Linked DNA regions of Ovis aries: region 1 is linked to region 2. A link is a contact called in public Hi-C data. All regions are on one chromosome and are shown on one strand. Each heading gives the region's core, a stretch centred on a gene start, on an enhancer-like site or on the middle of the called end of the contact. The rest is flanking DNA. Distances are from core to core; before and after follow the strand shown.

Region 1 (4,726 bases), core at 917-3,416, 250 kb after region 2:
TTCTCTTTATGTATGTTTGAAATTGTTCATGCTTTTACTTTAAAACAGGAAGGACAGAAGGAAGGGATAGACAAAGCTCCTCCGCCACATTCCAGTAACTCCAAGGCCAAGTTTCCCTAACTTTCAAAGCTCAGGTTCTTCACCGTTAAGAGGTGAGTGATGCTAAATGTGCGTGCCTCAAAGATGCTACAGAAGTGGCAGTCTGGAGACAGAACTTCATTGTCAGATACAATTCTGGCAGACAAGGGCACTACATCGTGTCCCCATTGAATCTCCAGGGCCCAGCAGCCATTACTTTATTTCAATTTTATAGATAATAGTAATAAGATTTTTCAAGAGGGTTATAACCCCCACCCCCACCCCCAAAAAAGGCATAAAAACACATCTAAGGAGTGTAAATGACACAACAAATGCTTTACTGAAGCATCTCAATGAATGCAGATAGCCCAGAATGGACCACCTCTCCCACTCCAAGTCATGCAAGGACTAGTTAAAAATTGTTTAAGAACAGGATAAAATTCCTCACATAAAGTCAACTATTTTACAAGAAAAAGAGAAAAAAATATGACACTGGTTAAGCATCACTAAGAAAGGATAATCAGATTACATCCATCAGTAATAAGATTCCCAGCCACACCTGTAAACAGGACTCCGCAGGCTGGAGACCAAGCAATCAAAATCCAGCCTCCCTGTGATGCGCTGTCTCCTTTGAAAGTTTGTCCAAACCTCAAGAAGGTGAGACTCTCCTCGCTAAGATGAGCTTCTGCTACGTCTTACTGACCGACAAAACCAACTCCTCTCTCAGCCAAGCTCTGAGGAGCTTGAGATCCCATTCTCCAGAGAACCGGCAATGTTTCCCCATTCCAGGGCGCTCGGGAGTCTCCTCTCCCGGAAAGAAAACAGAGCCCGTCTAAATCACCTGTGAGCCTGCGGCCAAGCGAAGCCGCAGGTCCAGGTGAGCGACCTCGAGTTCGCACATTTCCCCAATCATCGGAAACGAAGTTGCGCTGAGCCGGGCTCTTCGGAGAAGCGCAAGCCTAGCCACAGGACTCAGCGCTGGGAGATCACTTGCAACCTCTCCACTTTACCCCGGGCTCCATCTACCGCGTCTGCGGTCTCTCCCGGCTCTCGGCCCCACCCCCCTCCACAAAAGCGGGGTACGAGGTCCACAGCAAAGGACAGCGCGAGCCTAGGGTTAGCTGACGAACTCTGCAAACTGCAGAAACTAAACCGCGGGCACACTACCTGCCCGAGCCAGCAGCGAAGGGAGGAGGGTGGATTAGGGAGGATACCCACCCTCCTGGGCAGAGGATGGGGTAGATGGCGGGCGGGCGCCCCTCTTGCGGCTCCAAGAACTCCCTCCTCCCGAAGTCTGCTCGAACTCCAGCATCCCTCCTCCCGGCCCTCCTCGGAGCTGCGGTGGGAAAAAGGACCCGAAAGACGGGGGAGCTGGGGCGCAGTTGGAGGCCCGGAGTGGTCCCGCCTGCACCCTGAGGGCTCCCGGAGTCAGGAGGAGAACAATAGCAGACCCTCGGTCGCCCGAGCCCTCCGAGTCTCCCGCTCGCGCCTTCTTCCCCAGCTCCTCCAAGTTCAGCGCGGAGGCGGGTCGAGTCCAGAATCGGGGATCTGGGGGAGCCAGACGCCGGGCGGACCGGGCAGGTGGGACTGGGAGCGGGCTCGGGGTACCCAGAACGCCCCGCCGGCGGTGGGGGGGGCTAGTCATTCATTCCCACCCGCGGTCCCTCCGCACCTACCCCTGCCCCAGCCGGCCTGCGAGTGACGGGGAATCAGCAGGAGAAAGCCCCTCTCCTAACTTGGCGCGCCCTCCCTCTCTACTCGGACCCCCACTATTCCTCTCTTCCTCTGTTTCTCCTCCTGCCCTCTGCAGACGCTTGGCGGCAGGCGAGGAAAAGGGACTGGCGGCGGGACCCTCGCAGCCACTCCGCCCTGCGCGTCCTCCGCGCCTCCTACCGTCATCGGAGTCCCAGACACAAAGGCGGGGACCCGAGCTGAGGACCCCGCGGCCGGGAAGCCTCCCGACGCCGCGCACTCACCCCATCTAGGCGGCAGCAGCGACTCCCCGGGTCGGCCCCGCTGGCTGCGCCACCCCGCCCGCCGCTTCCCCAGGAAAACGCGGCCGCCGGGCTCGCTTCCTGCTCGGCTTCCTGAGCCTCGGTCCCTCCTCCTCCTCCTCCCCCCGCTGCGGGGGTCCGTGGGCGCCGCGGCTCCGGGGCTGGGCCGGCGGGGCGGGGGCGGCGGCAGCACCACCACGTGGCCGCCCGGCGCCGGCCCCCGCCGACCCGGATCCCGCGGGAGCCGGGAGGGAGGTGCTAACCATTCCCCTCCTCTTCCACCGCGCGCGGCCCCAAATTCCGCGAGTCAGGTGATCCGGCCCCGCGCTCCGGCCGCAACCTGCGGGAGGTGCTCCTGGCCCGCGCGGCCCAAGCGTCCGCAGCCTGTTTGTAGTTTTCCACGGATCGTGGGATTCTGCCCCGTGGATCTGTTTGCATCATCGTCACCTGAAGCTAATGGAAACCACCGGTGTTCTGACCCCCTGGATTTTAGAAAGGATGAGATCCTGAATAGTATTCATTTCTGGTTAACGTCCAAAGTGTTGGTGTTTGCAAGTCACTAATCCAAGCGCCTTCTACCCAGAATCAAATCGGTCATAGTTTCCAAAATTATTGAACAGAAAGGAAACTAAAACCTGCTCAGAGTCTCTGCACTGAACCAGTTGGTCGGAGCGACTGTTTGCTGACGTTCATCAGGTGGCAAGAGAAAACTACCAGCCTTCAGCGCTGCTCGCGAGTTGGAAAGGAGACGCCTACTGTCTGAACTGAGAGGCACCCTGCGGAACGCCCTCCCTGTGGGGTCTGGGATGCTGAGGGACCCGGCCTCAGGCCCCTCAGAGCTCCTCTCCCTTCCCCAGCCCCCTGAGCCCCTGCGTTTGAATCGTAATGGACTCTTGCTTCAACTCCAAAGGATTTCAAAGCTTTCCGCCTCTCCATTAATTTGGGACGCCTTTGCGATTCATTCTGGTTATGCCAACCAGCTATGGCTTTAAAAGTCTTTTCACCAAAGCCCCTGTGTTCTGTTAACTCCAAGTCCTTTGCAGGAAGCTTTCTGGAAATAAATATGTGGTATGAGTCCCTTTTTGGTGAGATAAAATCAAATTCAAAGCAATTGAATTTTTTAAAAAATTCCAACACAAATGAAATTCACCTAAGTTCAGTTTATAATGTCTTAAACAGATCCTCACGACTACCAGTCAGACTTTATCTGTACCCCTACCTCCCCACTACCACCACCACCAGCAACAAGCCAAAGGAACAGCCTGTCTTAGCTTTAACAGGTAACATCAGAGACAAAAGCTATGTAACTAGCTGCACGGTCTTCCCTGCCTAAATCATAGGTCAGCAATTTCTTAGAGAAGTGATGAATAGCTGGTTTAAAGCAAGATGTACCCTCCTCTTCCTGTCTTTTATCCCTCTCAAATAAAATCATCCTCTAAAAGACGTCATAAACTTCTTTTTGGTTCAATGCTGGCAATTTCCACAGAACAGTTATTCATTGCAGTTCACATGAATGGTGTAATGTAGGGTATTTTGGGGGAACCATATTGCCACGTGTTAGTTTTCTGTTCCCATTTCAGCAGGTCAGTCTCGCTAAACAGTGGCAGCTGGGAAGATGTGCACTGGAGCACACTGTCCTGTGCTGCCTTGAAAAGTTGTGTGCTGTGCTTAGTCGCTCAGTGGTGTCCAGCTCTTTGTGACCCCCATGGACTGCAGCTCTCCAGGCTCCTCTGTTGATGGGGATTCTCCAGGCAAGAATATTGAAGTGAGTTGCCGTGCCCTCCTCCACGGGATCTCCCCGCCCCAGGGATGAAACCCACCTCTCTTGCCTCTCCTGCATTGCAGGCGGGTTCTTACCACTAGCGCCCCAGCTACAGAATACGCACCACCTTCCACCAACCCTGGGATTGAACCCAGGTCTCCAGCACTGCAGGGGGCGGGGGGGGGGGGAGAGGGAGGGAGTGGGGGCTGTGGGGGGTTCTTTACCGTCTGAGCCACCAGGGAAGCCCGCCTTGGAAAGTTAACATGTGCATATTCTGTAGCTGGGGCTTCCCAGCTGGTGGTAGTGGTAAAGAACCTTGCCTGGAGAATCCCATGGACAGAGAAGCCTGGTGAGATACAGTCCCTAGGGTCGCAAAGAGTCGGACTGAAGCGACTTCACACACACACGTTCTGTAGCTGAAGGAGTTAAAAGAGCAAACAATAATTGTGTAAGGCTTCCCTGATGGCTAAGATGGTAAAGAATCTCCCTGCAATGCCAGAGATCCAGGTTCCATCCCTGCGTTAGGAAGATCTCCTGGAGAAGGGAATGGCAACCCACTCCGGTATTCATACCTGGAGAATTCCATGGACAGAGGAGCCTGGCAGGCTACAGTCCATTGTGCTGCAAACAGTTGGATACAACTGAGTGTTTAACACACACAGGATCATCAACATTTTATTCATAAAATAAGAACATTATTCATAGAATAAATTATTTTTCTCTTTTACACGACCAGACCCTGTCCCAGCCACCTGCCTGGGAGTCCACCCACCTTTGTGAGCTCTGAATGGTTCCCACAGGTGGCTCGTGTGCTTATTCTCCTTAATTTATAATCCCACCTTTTCCATCAGCAAGTCCAGCTCCAAGTGAAAGATTGTTGTGGAGGAAAGGA
Region 2 (5,467 bases), core at 1,625-4,124:
CTTGGCATTTAGGAGTAGACTGAGTCCCAACTTAAAGGTGCTTCAAATCATACTCCTGATAAACATTAAGTTTTTAATAGGAACTGTTTTTTGTTTTGTTTTAAATGCAGAAAATAATACATGGCAGTCTCGATTCATTTAGAAGGACAAACCAGCTCACGGCCTCTGAGAACATTATAATGAAGTCATTCCCGGACTTTCAAAAAATGTTTTAGAGAAGACAATGCTTAATGACTTTTGCAGAGAATTTCTAAAAAATATTAATTGGAAAAATCTTGGCAGATAAACAGATAAAACTTCTGAGAAGTCGTTGTTCTTTACCTGACATGCTGAACGAATAAAGTGTGACTAGAAGTGAAAATATAAACAGGCAAGTTTACAAATACGAAATTTTAACACATATGATATAAAAGCACCTGCTTTAGAATGAGGCATCAACATTCTCAAGTCTTGCATTAAATGTCTTGTTCTGAAATTTATTCCTCTAGAAGAAAAGATGAGAATCCGTTCCTTATTTTTCCACTTTCCCTAAAGGAAAAAAGTGTGAGAATTTTAACACTTCATGGTGAATCTATCTTGTTTAAAAATAAATGCTTCCATGTAGCAACTCAAACAATCCTGACCTCAGCCTTTAATTCAATCTCAGTAGCATTTACTGACCCCAGCTGCTACCCAGAAACCTCCTTGGCTTCCTTTCGTTTTTCTTCAATTTCTCCAGTTCCTCCTCCTGATTATGACAGTTCTCATAATCACTCTCACAGCTTTCACTGTCAACTAACTCTACAGAAAGATAAGGAACTCTTTCTAGCTCAAATAATCCAGTATCTGACTTACCTCAAATTCAACTTTAGGATACCAAATCTTAAAATCTAGCAAACATCCTTACTATTTTTCTGATGATGTCACCATCATTTCAGTCCCCCATGCTTTGAATCTTCCATTTGCCCTTATATCATAAGTACCAGTAAATGCTGTCAATTTCTCTTTCCAACAACTCTTAGTCCTCTCTTAGTGATACTGCCTTCAAGGTTCAGATTCTTATAATCTCATAACAATTGCAGATCTTCAAACGCTAGTCCTCCCTACCAAGAGCTCCTCCAATAGACAAGGTGGACTACCCCCTGCTTGCTCCAATCACATCTTTATCTTCCAGGGTTTTCTAAACAAAGTTCAAAATGACACAGCTTAACACTAGATTCTGAAGTACATTTATATTTCTACCTACACTTTAGCCAATTTGGCTTTTTTTTCCCAAGTCCAGCACTTCATCCACTTCAACGCCTCTGATTAGTTTTTTTCTCTCCCTCTGGACTTATATTGTTCCCTCTTATTTCTAAACATCGAAATTTTGGCCTCACCTTGGGATCCAATTCAAAGGCTGAATCCTTCATGATCCCTTACCTGGTTATTCTAAAGGAATGTTTATCTCCTGCACTTAAATAAAAAATTTCATATTATGACTCAGATGACAGATACCATCACATTTCTTTTTAGTTCCTTAAGGGAAGAGTGAAAATACTAACATTTACAGAAAATCTACAAGAAGTCCAGTTTACTCTTCACAAAAAGTAAACTACATTTTCTTCCTTAATTTGCAAGTGAGAAGAGTTCAAAATGTCCCCGTTAATTAATATCAGGGTTAGAATGCAAGCTAATCTTTCATTCCTCAAAGCTAACTCCTTTCCCAGTGCTTGCCACATTTACCCATCATTCACTACGCGGTATATACAGATCTATGCTAAGCTGTGGTGGAGGTGGCAGGAGAGGACAGAAGGAAATCACTAAATCAGACCAACTGTCTCCACAGTATTTTATCTAGCTTAAGGAGCTCTCAGATGAATGAAAGATTCAACAACTTGTGTTCACCTTCTTCTGAATAAAAACCACCAACTTGAACGTATCAGTTCTTAGTTTCCTTCTAAACTCCAACATTTTAGGAGAAAGTGGTCTCGCAATCCCGAAGCACGGAAAACTTAACTTCTTACAGTGCTTGGCATATTAAAACTTTGACGAGTACACCTAAAACTCATAGTATCTACTCTAGTTTTTCGTACCCCTTGAGAGTTACAAATCAAACAAGTTGGGGATGGAATGGGAATGAGGTTCAAGAAAGAATGGTTATATGTGTACTTTTGGCTGATTCACGTTGTTGTACATTACAAAACTGTACAACACGACATTGTAAAGCAATTAAAAGTAAAATTTAAAAAATCACGTCTAAAGCATAGTCCCAAAGGACAGTAGCTTTTTAAAGAACCGCATAACCAACTTCAACATTCAAAATACGGGAATATTCTGGATATCCCATCACTGGAAGGGATATATACTCGAGGGAGACAAGCAAGTTTAAGGAAGAATTCCTTCCTCCGACAACAACAAAAAACGAAGGAAATGAAGACCAAACACTGTAACAGTCCCCGAAAGTCGCTTCTCGGCGAGGCAGGTAACATCTTTGAAATCGGTCAAGTTGCTCAGTCAGCAGCCTGCCAAGAATGCAGCCACGTGCACTAGGGTTAGACGTAAACGCGGCAGCTGGTCCCGCCGGGAGAACCGAGACGAAGCTCCCGTTTAACACCCCCAGCATCTCTGAAACCCCCCGAGCGGGAATCAGGTAGGTACCACAACGAAAGCGCGTGGAGCCGCGGCCGCAAAGCCTCCTTTACCTTGCAAACTGGGCCTGGGATACGATCTTTCTCTTCTTCCGCCGCCTCCTCTGATACTTCGTTAGGCTTAGCCGGCAGCTTGCCATCTTTCGCGTCTCTTTTCAGCTTTTTCGCCTGAACCGCCAAGCCTCCACGCCGTTTCCTCTTGGTCGCTGCCATCTTGCCCCGCGCCTTCACTCTGGGCCTTCCTTCCGGCTCTGCCGGTCGCTCCGCCTTCCTGTCTCTATGGTCCCGGTCTCCAGCTCCACAGTCCTGCAGCTCTATGGTGCCTCTTTTCCGTCTTTATGGTACGGCCCGGTCGGCTCTCTAGGCCTCTTCTATCTCTGTGGTGACGGTGGCCGAGGTGGCCGGCATATCTGAATAGAGTGGCGGGAGCCGCTCCACTTCCTCCGCAGTTTTTTAGGCGCTGCGTCCGGGCGCTGCACAAAGGTAGGGTTTCGGCCCTGGGGATCCCAAGACAAGTCTGTAAGCGGGTCGTGGGCTGGTGAGTGGTGGTGGCTGGTTGTCTGGGTCTCTTGGAGGACCTTCCAAGGACTCAAGCCCGCCCCCCTAGCGCATATCCTGTTAGAAGTAAGATTGGAGGCGAAGGACAGCTCTTTTCTGACTGAGGAAGCGGAGCCTCTGTTTGGCTTGGCGAAACTAACCCCCAGTGACCGTGTTAGTTGCGTATTTCTGTCCTTCGTAACTTTTCGTGTTACTGTCCCCTTACTAAAGACGACGAAACCCTAGTTTACAGGGTAATTTCCCCCAAAGTTAGAGATAGTTAAGTGGCAGAGGTGGGGTTTCAGTCCCTTCTTCGAGGCTTCTTCCACTCGGCTCAGCGCAGGTTGAAATCGCGGGCCTCGTCAGCCTGTACAGGGAGTTTTATTGTCCGATCTCATCAGGAGCATCCCTCGGGGCCGAATGCGCCGTGGACCATGCCCCTCCTAACCCAGAGGATCCCAGACGAGAATGATTACTGCTTAGTGGCCAGCCTTGACAACGTCAGGAACCTCTCCACTATCTTGAAGGCTATTCATTTCCGAGAACATGCCACGTGTTTCGCTACTAAAAATGGAATCAAGGTTACAGTGGAAAACGCAAAATGTGTACAAGCAAATGCTTTTATTCAGGTATGGAAGTTGGCACCTTTAATCCAGTGACATATGACATTCTTCACCCAGCTCAATGAATTCCAAGGGTCCTCATTTAAGTTGGAGCACAAAATATCATTATTTGAATTCTTTTTCTCTCCTGATAACAAATCCTTTTCCTATCCTGTTTTACAGAGATAATGGTTAATAATGTCTAAAATGTATTAAACTGTAGGTGGGCACTTTTCCTGAGTGTTTTGTATGTTTATGTGTTTAAATACTTTAATCCTCACAACAACAGTGGTTTAGATGTAGTTTCTTTAGTTCTAGGTAACATATGTTTACTATGAGCAAGGGTACTGAAGTTCCTATAACTACAGATCATCAGCACTTTTTCTCACATAACTCGAAAACTGAAACGATTTGTGTTTGAACTGTCAGTTGGTGTCTGTACTAGAATGAGTGCTTTTGTGTAGAAAATGACAATGTCCATCATGAGTGCCAAAACTGTCCTGATGGCAGCTAAACTTTGAAGTGGTCTTTGAATACTTTTAATAAATGTATTTTGATAAATTTTAAAAAAAAGTCACAACAGTCCTATGAGGTGGTTCTATTATTATTCCCATTTTACATTTGTGGAAACTGAGATACTATGTAAGTGACTTGTCAGCAGTCCTATAGCTGGCGAGTGGCTTAGTTGGGATGAGAACCCACAACATTTGTTTCTGTAGTATATGCTCTTTTGCACTACTTCCCTATTATTATTTTTTCCTCTTCTTGGTTATAATCTGTTTGTTCTTACAAAGTAATAGTTGTATGGTTCAGATAGGATTTCACATTTAATTTAGCATTTTTTTGGAACACCTAAGGGCACAGTATGACCTCAGGTATAGAGGGATTAATCAGACATGGTTCCTGTCCTCAAAAGAAATTGAGAGTCAGTTATTACTCATGCATTGTCTAATTTGTTTGGCTCTTTTCCACACGACCTTAGCCCAACTGATAGGTACAAAAAGGAGACAAGGGAGAGTCATGTAGGAGATAGCTTAGCTCCAAGGAGCTAGATGAAGGACCTTTTCATAAAGTTTTGCATCAGACTGAAATCAGTTATACCTTCAACTACTGAGTAGTAGTATTCTAGTGGATCTCAGTTGAAAAAGTTTAAGATGTGTTTGATAATCAGAAATTATTTTCATGGGTTTAGCACAATATTGTTATTTTAAAAACATAAAGTGAGCTCTAGAATTGTATATGTGCATTTTCATTCTTTAACATACATTTTCACATTTACTTTTTTTTTATAGGCTGGAATATTTCAAGAGTTTAGAGTTCAAGAAGAGTCTGTTACTTTTCGAATTAATTTAACTGTCCTTTTAGACTGTTTGTCTATTTTTGGATCAAGTCCTGTGCCAGGTGAACTATTTTATTGTCATTATAATAACATAAAAGCATTTCTGGATGGTCAGAAAAATACAGGAAAATTATTAGAATATAAGTAATATAAACATTTGTTTAAAAAATTAATTGCCAATTTGTTTTTCATTTGCCACAATCATGTATTCTGATTTTTCATAATATTAGTAGATGCTAATGGTTCTTATATTTACATTCACCTTTTAATTTATAAAGCTTTTAGGATTTTAAATTTGAACTAATCAAAAGAATACTTTGAACATGTCTTAAATATGTTTAACATTGAGAAATATATTTTAATTGCTTCTTTTCCCTAAT

What was found. A called contact is a pair of places that touch in the nucleus more often than the background predicts.
Region 1: a Hi-C map of skin fibroblasts shows a contact between it and region 2, with 2.8 times the contacts expected there. The contact joins the promoter of RAI14 here to the promoter of RAD1 in region 2. A contact is called at or near these places in 3 of 16 Hi-C or Micro-C datasets (muscle, skin fibroblasts and tail adipose tissue).

Annotation. Positions count from the first base shown.
Region 1 is chr16:39,645,486-39,650,211 of ARS-UI_Ramb_v3.0, forward strand. It overlaps RAI14 (retinoic acid induced 14), which reads right to left and starts at 2,167. Exons shown (of 19, transcript XM_060400547.1): 1 at 2,055-2,167.
Region 2 is chr16:39,397,983-39,403,449 of ARS-UI_Ramb_v3.0, forward strand. RAD1 (RAD1 checkpoint DNA exonuclease) reads left to right here and starts at 2,875. Exons shown (of 6, transcript XM_042233890.2): 1 at 2,875-2,950; 2 at 3,548-3,775; 3 at 5,041-5,149. The coding sequence starts at 2,948. It overlaps BRIX1 (biogenesis of ribosomes BRX1), which reads right to left and starts at 2,843. Exons shown (of 10, transcript XM_004017057.5): 1 at 2,664-2,843; 2 at 417-528. The coding sequence starts at 2,822.